2 separate regions of the Gossypium hirsutum genome follow, and region 2 is linked to region 1. The links are chromatin contacts, called in public Hi-C maps. All regions are on one chromosome and are shown on one strand. The core of a region is the stretch at or near the end of the contact, and the rest is flanking DNA. Distances in the headings are between cores, read along the strand shown.

Region 1 (5,735 bases), core at 1,123-3,622:
CAACCTTTATTCTTTTTTTCATATTGCTTTTTTTTAACAGATTTGATGAAAGTAAGGTTAAAAATGTTAATGGGATGATGTGGAATTTCACATGTGGAATATTTTTAATGAGATGTAATTAATTGCTTAGATAGTCCAATAAAATAATTATATGTGGAAAATAATAAAATAAATAAATAATTCATGAAGTTAAGAAAATAACTCTTAATTTAAAGAAAATAAACGTAATTATCTAAAAAAGAGTTTCAAAATGAATACACAGATTCAATATTTTCGATTTGATTTATTAATTATCTTTCTGAAATCTCTCAGTAAATAAACGTATGCATCATTTTGATTTTTTTAAATAATTACTTTTATTTATTTAAATTAAGAGTTATTTTTTAATTTCATGTATGATTTATTTATTTTATTATTTTCACATATAATTATCTTATTGAGTTACTTAAGTAATAAATTACATCTCATTAAAATATTTCACATATGAAATTTTACATTTAACTTTTTTTAGGTGAAATAAATAATTACAATTCTAAATTACATAGCGTTATTCTGGGGGTGAGTAAAACCCCTTATCTTGTCGGATTCAATGAAAGTTGGGGGAGAATAAAAAACTTGCAACACCAGAGCCAACTTCGTTAAATAGTCAGCAACCTGATTTTGTTCTCTAGGAAAATAGCGCAAAAGCCACTGACATTCTTGGGACAAGATGCATTTTATCAGTCAAATCTGTTAAAAAAAACAATTCGAAAAAAAGGTTTATGGAAAAAAATGCTCAAAAATGCAATTAGGACCATTTTGGAAAAACATATAAACATTAGTGACCAAATTTGTCATTAAACTTAATTTAAACTATTCAATTTAATCAATAAGCAATATCTTATTATTTATACTATTTTATTTTCATCAATTGTGTAAAGATTATTAAAATATTTTTATTAAATAAATTTCTATAATACGAAATAAAAATTCAAATTTTATATTAAATTATTTTATATTTAGATTGTTTTCTTATTCTAGCTTTTCGCTTAACATCATCATGTAGAAAAATCAAAACATCGAGTGGCATTCTATATTTTTCATATATAAAAGAAAAAAAATTACATTATGTTATAATAAATAATTATATATTTCATATATACAATTTTATAAATAATATAGTTTTATAATATAACTTAAATAATATATTTATGTTATTTATAAATAGTGTAGCTTTTAATTTATAGAATATTAAATTTTTATTAGCACTATATTTGAATTATCAAAATAATTAATATAAATTAATTATGTTAATTAGTTATTATTTGGAGGAATGCTGCTTATATTAATTTTAAGAAGTTAAATTATATCATATATTGAATATGTTAACCATGCATTAATTATGATTTGACTTTTTATTATAATAATATTTGAGTTAATATATTTCAATTATATTTAATCATTCGAATAATGAATATTAATTTACACTAATTATAGAAATTAAATATAATATAAAAAATTAATTAAAAATTAAACACGTAAACATTAAAAATTAGTAACTTTCTAAAAAAAGGGCTTTTAGATATTTTCTTAATTGATTTGGGAAATGACTAGAAAACATTATTTATAAAATATATAATTATGACATGTTTTTAAAAGATATTAAAACCAATAAAATACAACGTATAGTGAGACTTGAACTTAGAATATTATGATTTTCAATCTTTAATATATAGTGAGACTTGAACTTGGAACATTATATAGTAGGACCTGATCATGGGTTAGATCACTCGCTCGAAAAGTGAGTAAAAATATATGTTTAAAAAATGAGTTTGGATAAAAAATAAGGCATGTTTTCTAAACGGGGCGAGCCTTAAGTAAGATTTTTGGTCCAGACTTGGCTTGACCCGGCTCGAATCTGCTTAATTTTTTTTTGCTTTTGTTTTACTATCATTTTGTTGTTGTTTTGCTGTCATTTTGCTATTATACTGCTATTATTTTCTTTTTATTGTTTGGATATTATATAACTATTATTTTATTATTAATTTTGCTACTATTTTAGAGGTATTTGATTGTTAAGTTGTAACTATCTTAACATTATTTAATGTTTTTAATATATTTGATGTATTATATATTTTAAATTTATTTCATATAGAAAAAAAATTAATACAGATGGGTTGAGTTTAGATTTAACATTTTTTATCTAGACGGACAAAACTTTAAACCTATTTTATTGCTTGAATCCCAACCTAGTAAATGAATTTAAAATTTTGGCATCAACCGGACCCGGCCTGAACTCGGCCCCACATGGCCTGGTTTCAGTTCTGATACAAACAAAATTACCCGGTTAGGCGTTTCTATTTTTTGTTTTTCCTTTTTAAGAAAATTCTTTCCATTTCCTGGTAACCAAACAAAGTCTAACGGACCCCAGAAGTTATGAACAGTCAAATCGAAAAAGCGTTATATCAAACCTACTTTTCCTTTTTCTAAAACAAATAAAAAATATTTAGCTTTGATTTTGAGGTTTTGCGTGGCTAATTGGTTAGGTTTTGATTCATTTGCATTAGTAAATTGGGACTTTAATAGTATTCTAGTTCTGAAATTTCAGCTAGGTTTACAGGCGTACATTTGATGGATTTTTTCCTCAAATATGTTGTTTTATTTGTTGTTGACATTTGCATTATTGCTTATTCGATTGTTCTAGCAATTTAGGTGTTTTTGAATTGATGGCGGATAGAAACACGGCCGCTTCAAAGCCTATATGGATGAAACAAGCCGAGGAAGCCAAGCAAAAAACTGAGGCTGAAAAAGCTGCTGCTGCTAAAGCAGCTTTCGAAGCCACATTCAAGGATGTTGATAAGAACCGTAACAAGGATGTGGTGGCTGCTTCATCGGATAGTGAATCCGAGGACACCGGTGACTTGGTGAACAAGCCAATTGGTCCCGTGGATCCCGTTAATGGCATGGCAGCGGGGCCAGGAATAGCGGGTGGCACTGCCTGTGCTGCCTCCACGTTTATGGTGGTAACGAGAGATGCAGATGAAAGGAAAGTACAGAGTGGGGGTGCGCAGATTAAGGTGAGGGTTTCTCCAGGTGTGGGTGTTGGGGGCTCAGAACAGGATGGCATTGTGAAGGATATGGGAGATGGGACTTACTCTGTAACTTATGTGGTGCCTAAGAGAGGGAACTATATGGTAAACATTGAATGCAATGGGAAACCCATCATGGGTAGCCCATTCCCGGTGTTCTTCAGTGCAGGTAACATCGTTGAAACTATGTTTATTCGGTTTTAACTGCATGTTTAGCTGTCACTTGCCATGCATGACTTTGCATGTTTCTTGTCCCTATTTGATTGTCTATATAATACGTGGATCTTTTAATATTCAAACCTTGCCATGCATGACTTTGCATGTTTCTTGTCCCTATTTTATTGTCTATATAATACGTGGATCTTTTAATATTCAAACCTTTGGAGTATTTTTTGCTTCTAATATGAAATGCAGTCTTTTGTATATTAGTTTTGTTATTCTAGGTGAAGAAGGCTCACGATTAGGAATTTGAAAAGTTCCCAATGATATTCACCTTCTCATTACTTTGCACTCACTGTCCATATAAAATTGTTGTTGAGTCTCTGTTCTTACTTTTGGCTTCACTTGTAAGCGTGGTTCTTGGTTGCAGTCTGTAGTGCTCAGGGCATAGATGTTGAATTTTTGTTATGCAGGTACGTCTACCGGAGGACTACTAGGGGTGGCTCCTGCATCCACATATCCAAATCTAGTAAACCAAACCATGCCCAACATGCCAAACTATACAGGTTCTGTTTCTGGAGCTTTCCCTGGCTTGTTGGGAATGATCCCAGGCATTGTTTCTGGTGCTTCAGGTGGTGCTATATTGCCAGGAATGGGGGCATCTCTTGGGGAAGTTTGTCGAGAATACCTCAATGGCCATTGTCCTAAAACTGATTGCAAATTGAACCATCCTCCTCACAATTTGCTGATGACTGCTTTGGCTGCAACAACCAGCATGGGAACTCTTAGTCAGGTACCTATGGCACCTTCAGCGGCTGCAATGGCTGCAGCTCAGACTATTGTTGCTGCTCAGGCCCTTCAAGCTCATTCAGCTCAGGTGCAAGCACAAGCTCAGTCAATTAAAGATTCATCTGGTACTTTTTGCACTATCTTATTTTGAACTGTCTGTTTCTTTGTTAATTTATTTCCCAAGTTCTATTTATTTTGTTGGGCTCAAGCTAATGGTTGTCTGCTGCGTGTCAGATTCTCCTGACAAAGCTGGGAAGGCTGATGCATTGAAGAAAACCCTACAAGTTAGCAATCTTAGCCCACTTCTCACAGCTGAGCAGTTGAAACAGCTTTTTAGCTTCTGTGGTTCTGTTGTCGAGTGTACAATCACTGATTCAAAACATTTTGCTTATATAGAATACTCAAAACCTGAGGAAGCAATGGCCGCTTTGGCATTGAACAATATGGATATTGGTGGTCGACCATTAAATGTGGAGATGGCTAAAACGCTTCCTCAGAAACCAGCTATTTCATCATTGACATCATCGTCTCTGCCTATGATGATGCAGCAAGCTGTTGCCATGCAACAGATGCAATTCCAACAGGCTTTGCTTATGCAACAAACCTTGACTGCTCAGCAGGCAGCTAATCGAGCCGCAAGCATGAAGTCTGCAACAGAGTTAGCTGCGGCAAGAGCTGCCGAAATAAGTAAGAAGCTAAAAGCTGATGGGCTTGTTAATGAAGAGAAGGAAATCAAGAGTGAATCTAGGTATGTGTCCTCATCAGGACAAATGTGCTTCCTTACATACATGTCTTGTTACTTAAGGCTTACTTTTTGGTTAGGTCCGAATGCTTCAATATTGTTAAAGAATGAAGTTACTTATTGAGCTACATAAGGAATGCAAGCAGAGTTTCGCTATTTGTTATGATACGTAGAACACCTATGTTTGCTCCTTTAGGTTTATTGTGGTATGATGGACTGCAGCAGCAGCACTTTTTTCAACAAATAATGTTTATGATTCACTATTTAATTAGGAGCAGAACAGTAGAAGAGGTATCTTTTTGTAATGATTCTCTTTTTGTTGTTAGATCTTTGATTATGTCTTTCCAGAAGATGCTTTTACTTATAGGAACCAAAGGAGATCACTGTGTTTCCCTTTTTTGTCTCTATGTTAAAGGCTTCAAATTTGCTTAAAAGTAAATTGAAGTTCTTCTAAATCATTACTTACAGGTCACCATCTACTTCCCGTGCACGGTCAAGATCAAGATCCAAATCAAAGTCACCCCTCAGTTATCGAAGACGGTCAAGGTCAAAGTCAAGATCACCAATCAGCTATAGGCAAAGGAGGAGGTCTCACTCTTATTCACCTCCACCTCGTTTCCAGCGAGACCGTAGGTCCAGATCACCTGAGCAGTCTCATCATTGTTCAAGGTATGATAGTGAAAGACTGTCATATAGAGATCGAAATGACAATGATAGGAGTAGGAGAAGAGATCTGGACAGATCACATGATCCTCGTTCTTCTATTTTGAGGAGAAATAGGAGTAGGAGCCCTCAAATAAGAAAATCACTTGCTGTAGATTCAGACTCCCCAAAACATAGCCGAGAAAGTTCACCAAAGGTGAGGAGATCATCCCGTCCTGGTTCGAGATCGCCAAGGCATCGTAGAAGAAGGTCATCTCCAAAGGATGATGAAAGAAAATCAAAATGCAGAAAGCGCTCTAGGTCAAAATCTGTCG
Region 2 (5,030 bases), core at 1,400-3,899, 310 kb after region 1:
AAACCTAATCAGAAATTCAGGAGTTTAGGTTGCCAATTAACAGATTAAATGTAAAGATATTACTTTTATAATTTCGGAGTCCTCAAGAAGAACCTGCAGACTTTGAGGTATTCCAGAATGAAAAATATGCATCACATAACAATACTGACTGTCACAACATATCTGCATCACCGCAGCCTTCCCAGGCAAAATTCCTGCAGTGTCAAAATTCCAAAGATAAACATTTATCCATGCAGTATTGTATAATGCAATTATAAGCAAACTCCTTGTCCCCTTTGCAAAAGCATAAAAATGAGTATAAAGTTTCGTTCTTATACATATAATTGAATGGGATGCAAGGATGCAACCGTAGTTTTTATTCCCAAACTAGGCAGCATTTTAACCAAACCCATCCACCCGACACGATGCAGGAAGAGGTTCTAAAGATGTGTTTGTAACACTTAGGGTGGGTTTGGATGGGCGATTGGGTGCCGTGCGGTGTGTTTAGCTTACTTTTTGTCTCACGATACAATATCGCTATAGTATCTAATCTCACCGTCACTATTATTTTTACACTAACCGCAGGTAAACGCACCGCCCATCTAAACCCACCCTTAGATTGAAATGTTAGCAAGTAATTAGTCCTCTGTTATCGTGTTCTAATCTGCAAAGTCCCAGAAAGTCATCCCCATTTCCCTTAAGTACATTCCATGGAATTTTCAATAAAGATTGCCACTTCATCAATATGATACGGCACATAATATGTGTTTTATACTTCATCACAAATGTGGATACAACTTGTAATTGTTTTAGTTGGATGATGAAGGGTGGTGGTCCGTCCTTTCTATGGTTCACCAATAAAATGTATTTTAATTATTAATATAAAAGTAAATTACAAATGCTCATTATATTTGGTATTGCATTATTTTCATTTATGTATCTTTATTTAAGACATTGTTAAAATATGCATCCACATACTTTTATCTAACTTTTAGATCCTTTTAAGCCAATTCCAAGACTTAAAAAGAAAAACCAAGCATGCAGACACATACAAGTGTTGGATATCAATACCAGAGTCCACACAAGCCAATGTCTATGGTACCAAACAGATAATACTTTTCATGAAAGTTCAAGAGGGCAATACAGAAACCAGATAGACAAGTGATATGTTAGTAGAGGTGGTCAACCAAATCAGTATATTTAGCCATGAATTCTGTGTACTAGTACAAATTCAATATGTGCATGTTTCAATGCTATACTAAATGCAATCTGAGAATGATCTAAATAGACCACTTCTACCAGAAAGTAGACAAGATAAGGGAAAAACATGAATATAAATAACGGTTTGCAAGCATACAACCATTTAGGTTATCACAGTTAAGAGTATTTCAATTAAAAGGAAATGATCGGTAATGGCAACAGCAACTCATGAAACATGGATTAAAGAGCTATATTGCTTTGACTCTTTATTTTACTAAAGTACCTGTATCCAACGCATATTTGGACAGGAGTATGGGATATGACCATTCGAGGATCTCCAAATACATTAAAAACATAGGAAAAAATTGAATATATCTGTGTTGGGAACTTACCCATATCCGGCACTCACACCTAAGGCCAAGTAATATAGGTAAAGAGTGCTTAGTTTCTGCTTTAAAAGAAATTATAGCAATGCTGCTTTATGGAAGAAAGGAAGAGGACAACACCAAACACAAGAGATATATATTTTGTTTCAAAATGTGGCATATCAGAACCGCTAAACATCAAAAAAAAAATTAAAACTACAAAAAAAAAACACAATGCCAATTCTAGCATAAGTACTCCATCTAGAAATCATGCAATTTGAAAAAAATTCCAACTTTAAGTCTCAATTCTTTAAAATAATGATCAAAGATACCTTAGGGAGGTTTCATATTAACTTAAGAAATTTTCACATTTATTTGTTTTCACACTTTTTTTTCTTAGGAAACAAACAGAAAGGATTATATGAAATGAATGTAACAATACAAGGAGGGTAAAGGAAGCAAACCTTTTTGGAAAGAGGGCTTCCACTCAATATCAAACCCTAAAGCAACTTGACCCATTTCTTTCTTCTTAATTTCAACAATTTTTAATAGCTCCATTGCAGCATTTTCTACCTCATCTTCCGTAAAGCTATACAAAATATGACCTCCAAATCTCAACGGCGGATATCTAAGCCTTGTATTAGCTGCCAATCAGAAAAATCAAAGGGTTTACTATTAGTTCATTTATTTTAATTAAAAAATGGGTAAAGTAAGGGATAGGAAATACATTGACAACGAGCGAAGGAAGACGGAAAAGAACGCGGGGGTGAGAGAATAGAATGAGGCAATTGGCGGCCGGTTTTGAGGTTATCTTGATGATGGACGGCGGACTTGCGTTTCTTGCTAGAAGATGAAGGAGGAGGAGGAGGAGGAGTGGCTTCAATGGCATCCATTAGTCGGATCACGTCTTCAGTGAAACGGTCGTCCCAATCCAAACTGAAACTATTGTTTTCTTTGAATTCCATTTCTATATCTGAAATGGAAGTGAGGGGCGGAATTAGAGGGAAAGAGAGCTTAACGTTCAAATTTTGTTAATGGCGTCTGGTAGAGTAGTCGATGGGCCGATTTGGAAAAGTTTTTGCCAGGACTTGAGCCCATCCCAGTCCAATTCGCACAAAATACTTTCTATATTAATATTCTAAATAAAAATCCTGACGAACTTTTTGTTTCTCCAAAATTTCTCTAAAAAAATTAAATTTTGAAAACATAAATACTAAATCTAAATTACAAAATTTATTTAATATATTATCTTTTTTTAAATAATATAATATAATAGTTCTATGAAAAATAATAGTGATCATTTTAATTACATAAAATTGAGTTATAACATGAAAGTAGATATTAATTTTATCTTCTGAATATAAAAATATTTAATATAATTAAAATTTAATTTGGAAAAACTTTTACACACTCTTAATTCTACTTAACAGAATATCTTATGCCATATGTTGTTCCCAGCATTAAAATTTAAATAAAATATATAAATATTTTAATAAATAAACATTTAGTATTTCTAATTTTATTTATATAAATAGAGTTATAACATGGAAAATAACCTAAGAATTAGAGATTTTTTTATATTTTAATATAAAAAATATTTTTACAAACTCCTAATTCTGCTTAACCGATCTTCTACCAAATTTTAATTCTAATTTATATTAAAATTTAAACATTGTTATAAATATCTTATTAAGTGGATGTCCATTATGATTAAGATAAAGTTTTGATATGCTTTAAATTTTAATAGTTTTTAGAATTAGATCTCTACTTTTTTTATACTTCTTATGTCTATAAATGAAGATTCTGATGAAGCATTGTAATCATCCTTTTGATTAATAAAGTACATTCTCTGTTGCTTTCATATTTTCTTTGTTCTTTATTCTCTCCATCTCTCTTTAGTTTATAATACGTTATCAGCACAATGATTCTCTATATTTTTTCAAAATCTTTCGAAGTCATCCAACATTAAACTTTCACCCTTACAAATTCATCTTCGGGATGTTGAAAGATTCAATCTCAGAATGGATTATGGTTTTTATTCCTGATCTTTGGTTTATTGTACAAGCATGGGTAAAGTATAGATTTGGTAAGAAACTTTTATATTTCGACCATATGTTTTTTTTTAATTAAGGTATGACTACTATTAATTTTTATTTGACATAAATTTTACATTCTGATAGTATTTGATTTTTGCCTTTCTAGGTTATTTTTTTTATGTAAAAGACATAATTGTTAATTATATATGTTTGTTATTAATATGGTATGTTTTCTCTATTATTAATTTTTGGTAAATAACTCTTTTTGAAGTGTTTTTTTAATTAAGTTATATTATGCATTATATTTAGATGTTTTGATTATTAAATTCTTGTTATTAAATATTCTTGAAATTTAATTATGGTGGAAAGTGTTATTAACCTACCATTGTTGATTAAAGGGAAATTTGATAGGATTTATTTAGTCTTATTAATTTGCTAATGTTGAATGACTGTATGATATCTTTTAAATTGAATTTATAAATATTTAATTAGAGCAACATAATATTTTATAATATATATGTGATATTGAAATTTGGTACAATGTGTATCGGATAATTTTCAAGCATCGTACACGAAAATTTTGATTGTTTATTATATGATTTTTACAATTAGATTATAAATGTTACTACGAAAACAAAGTTGTTTTACTAATTGTAATAGTGCTCGTGATTATAGTCAAGGTGATGACAATGATGTTAAAGATCTTCAGGTATATTTTACTATGTTTTATTTATTATGTTATGTTTATTATAGTTGGAAAATAATCATGACAACATGAATAGATAGATTTTGATTTGAAATCTCACGCATGTTTACGATAGTGATTATGAAAAAAAGAATCTATTGGGATGTTTATAAGTCCATCCTACTAGATTTGTTACATTCCCCGAAGTGAATGTAAACATAAAGAAAATAAAAGATATAAGTATAGACCACTAAAAGTGGAAACATAGTAATAAATAAGAGAACAATGAGAGTTCTCAAGATAACTCTTCAAAGGGTAAAGATAACTTATGTTATCAATGTGATATGAAATATTATTGGCCACATATGTGGCATATGCCCAAATATTTTATTTCTATTAATATTATTTGAGAAATGATATGAAAATGTAGTAATGAATTTTATCATTATAGATAGAAAATATTTATCTTATTTGGTACTAAAACAACCAAATATTATTTCAATATTTGATAGTACAACATTAGTTGAAAGCTCTAGAAAAGCTAATATATCAATATCTAAAAAGCAAAAAAGTTGTGATTTAATGCATTACTTTTAAAAAGATATCTGTAATGGATCTCATATTGAGATTGTGAATGAGAAAAATATTATATTTCATATGAATAAAAACTAGATTGGGTTATTAATTTATATTTATTTTATAATATTTGTGATATTCTTTTGTCATCATCCCCATTAAAGGATTGAAAGCAAAATATTTTACTGT

Evidence for each region. A called contact is a pair of places that touch in the nucleus more often than the background predicts.
Region 2: a Hi-C map of leaf shows a contact between it and region 1, with 1.7 times the contacts expected there. The contact joins the promoter of LOC107914784 here to the promoter of LOC107914739 in region 1. A contact is called at or near these places in 4 of 34 Hi-C or Micro-C datasets (callus and leaf).

Annotation. Positions count from the first base shown.
Region 1 is chrD10:26,812,024-26,817,758 of Gossypium_hirsutum_v2.1, forward strand. LOC107914739 (serine/arginine repetitive matrix protein 2) reads left to right here and starts at 2,373. Exons shown (of 6, transcript XM_016843751.2): 1 at 2,373-3,237; 2 at 3,701-4,141; 3 at 4,251-4,764; 4 at 5,227-5,735. The coding sequence starts at 2,706.
Region 2 is chrD10:27,124,344-27,129,373 of Gossypium_hirsutum_v2.1, forward strand. LOC107914784 (Werner Syndrome-like exonuclease) reads right to left here and starts at 2,650. Exons shown (of 6, transcript XM_016843811.2): 1 at 2,272-2,650; 2 at 2,009-2,188; 3 at 64-194. The coding sequence starts at 2,509.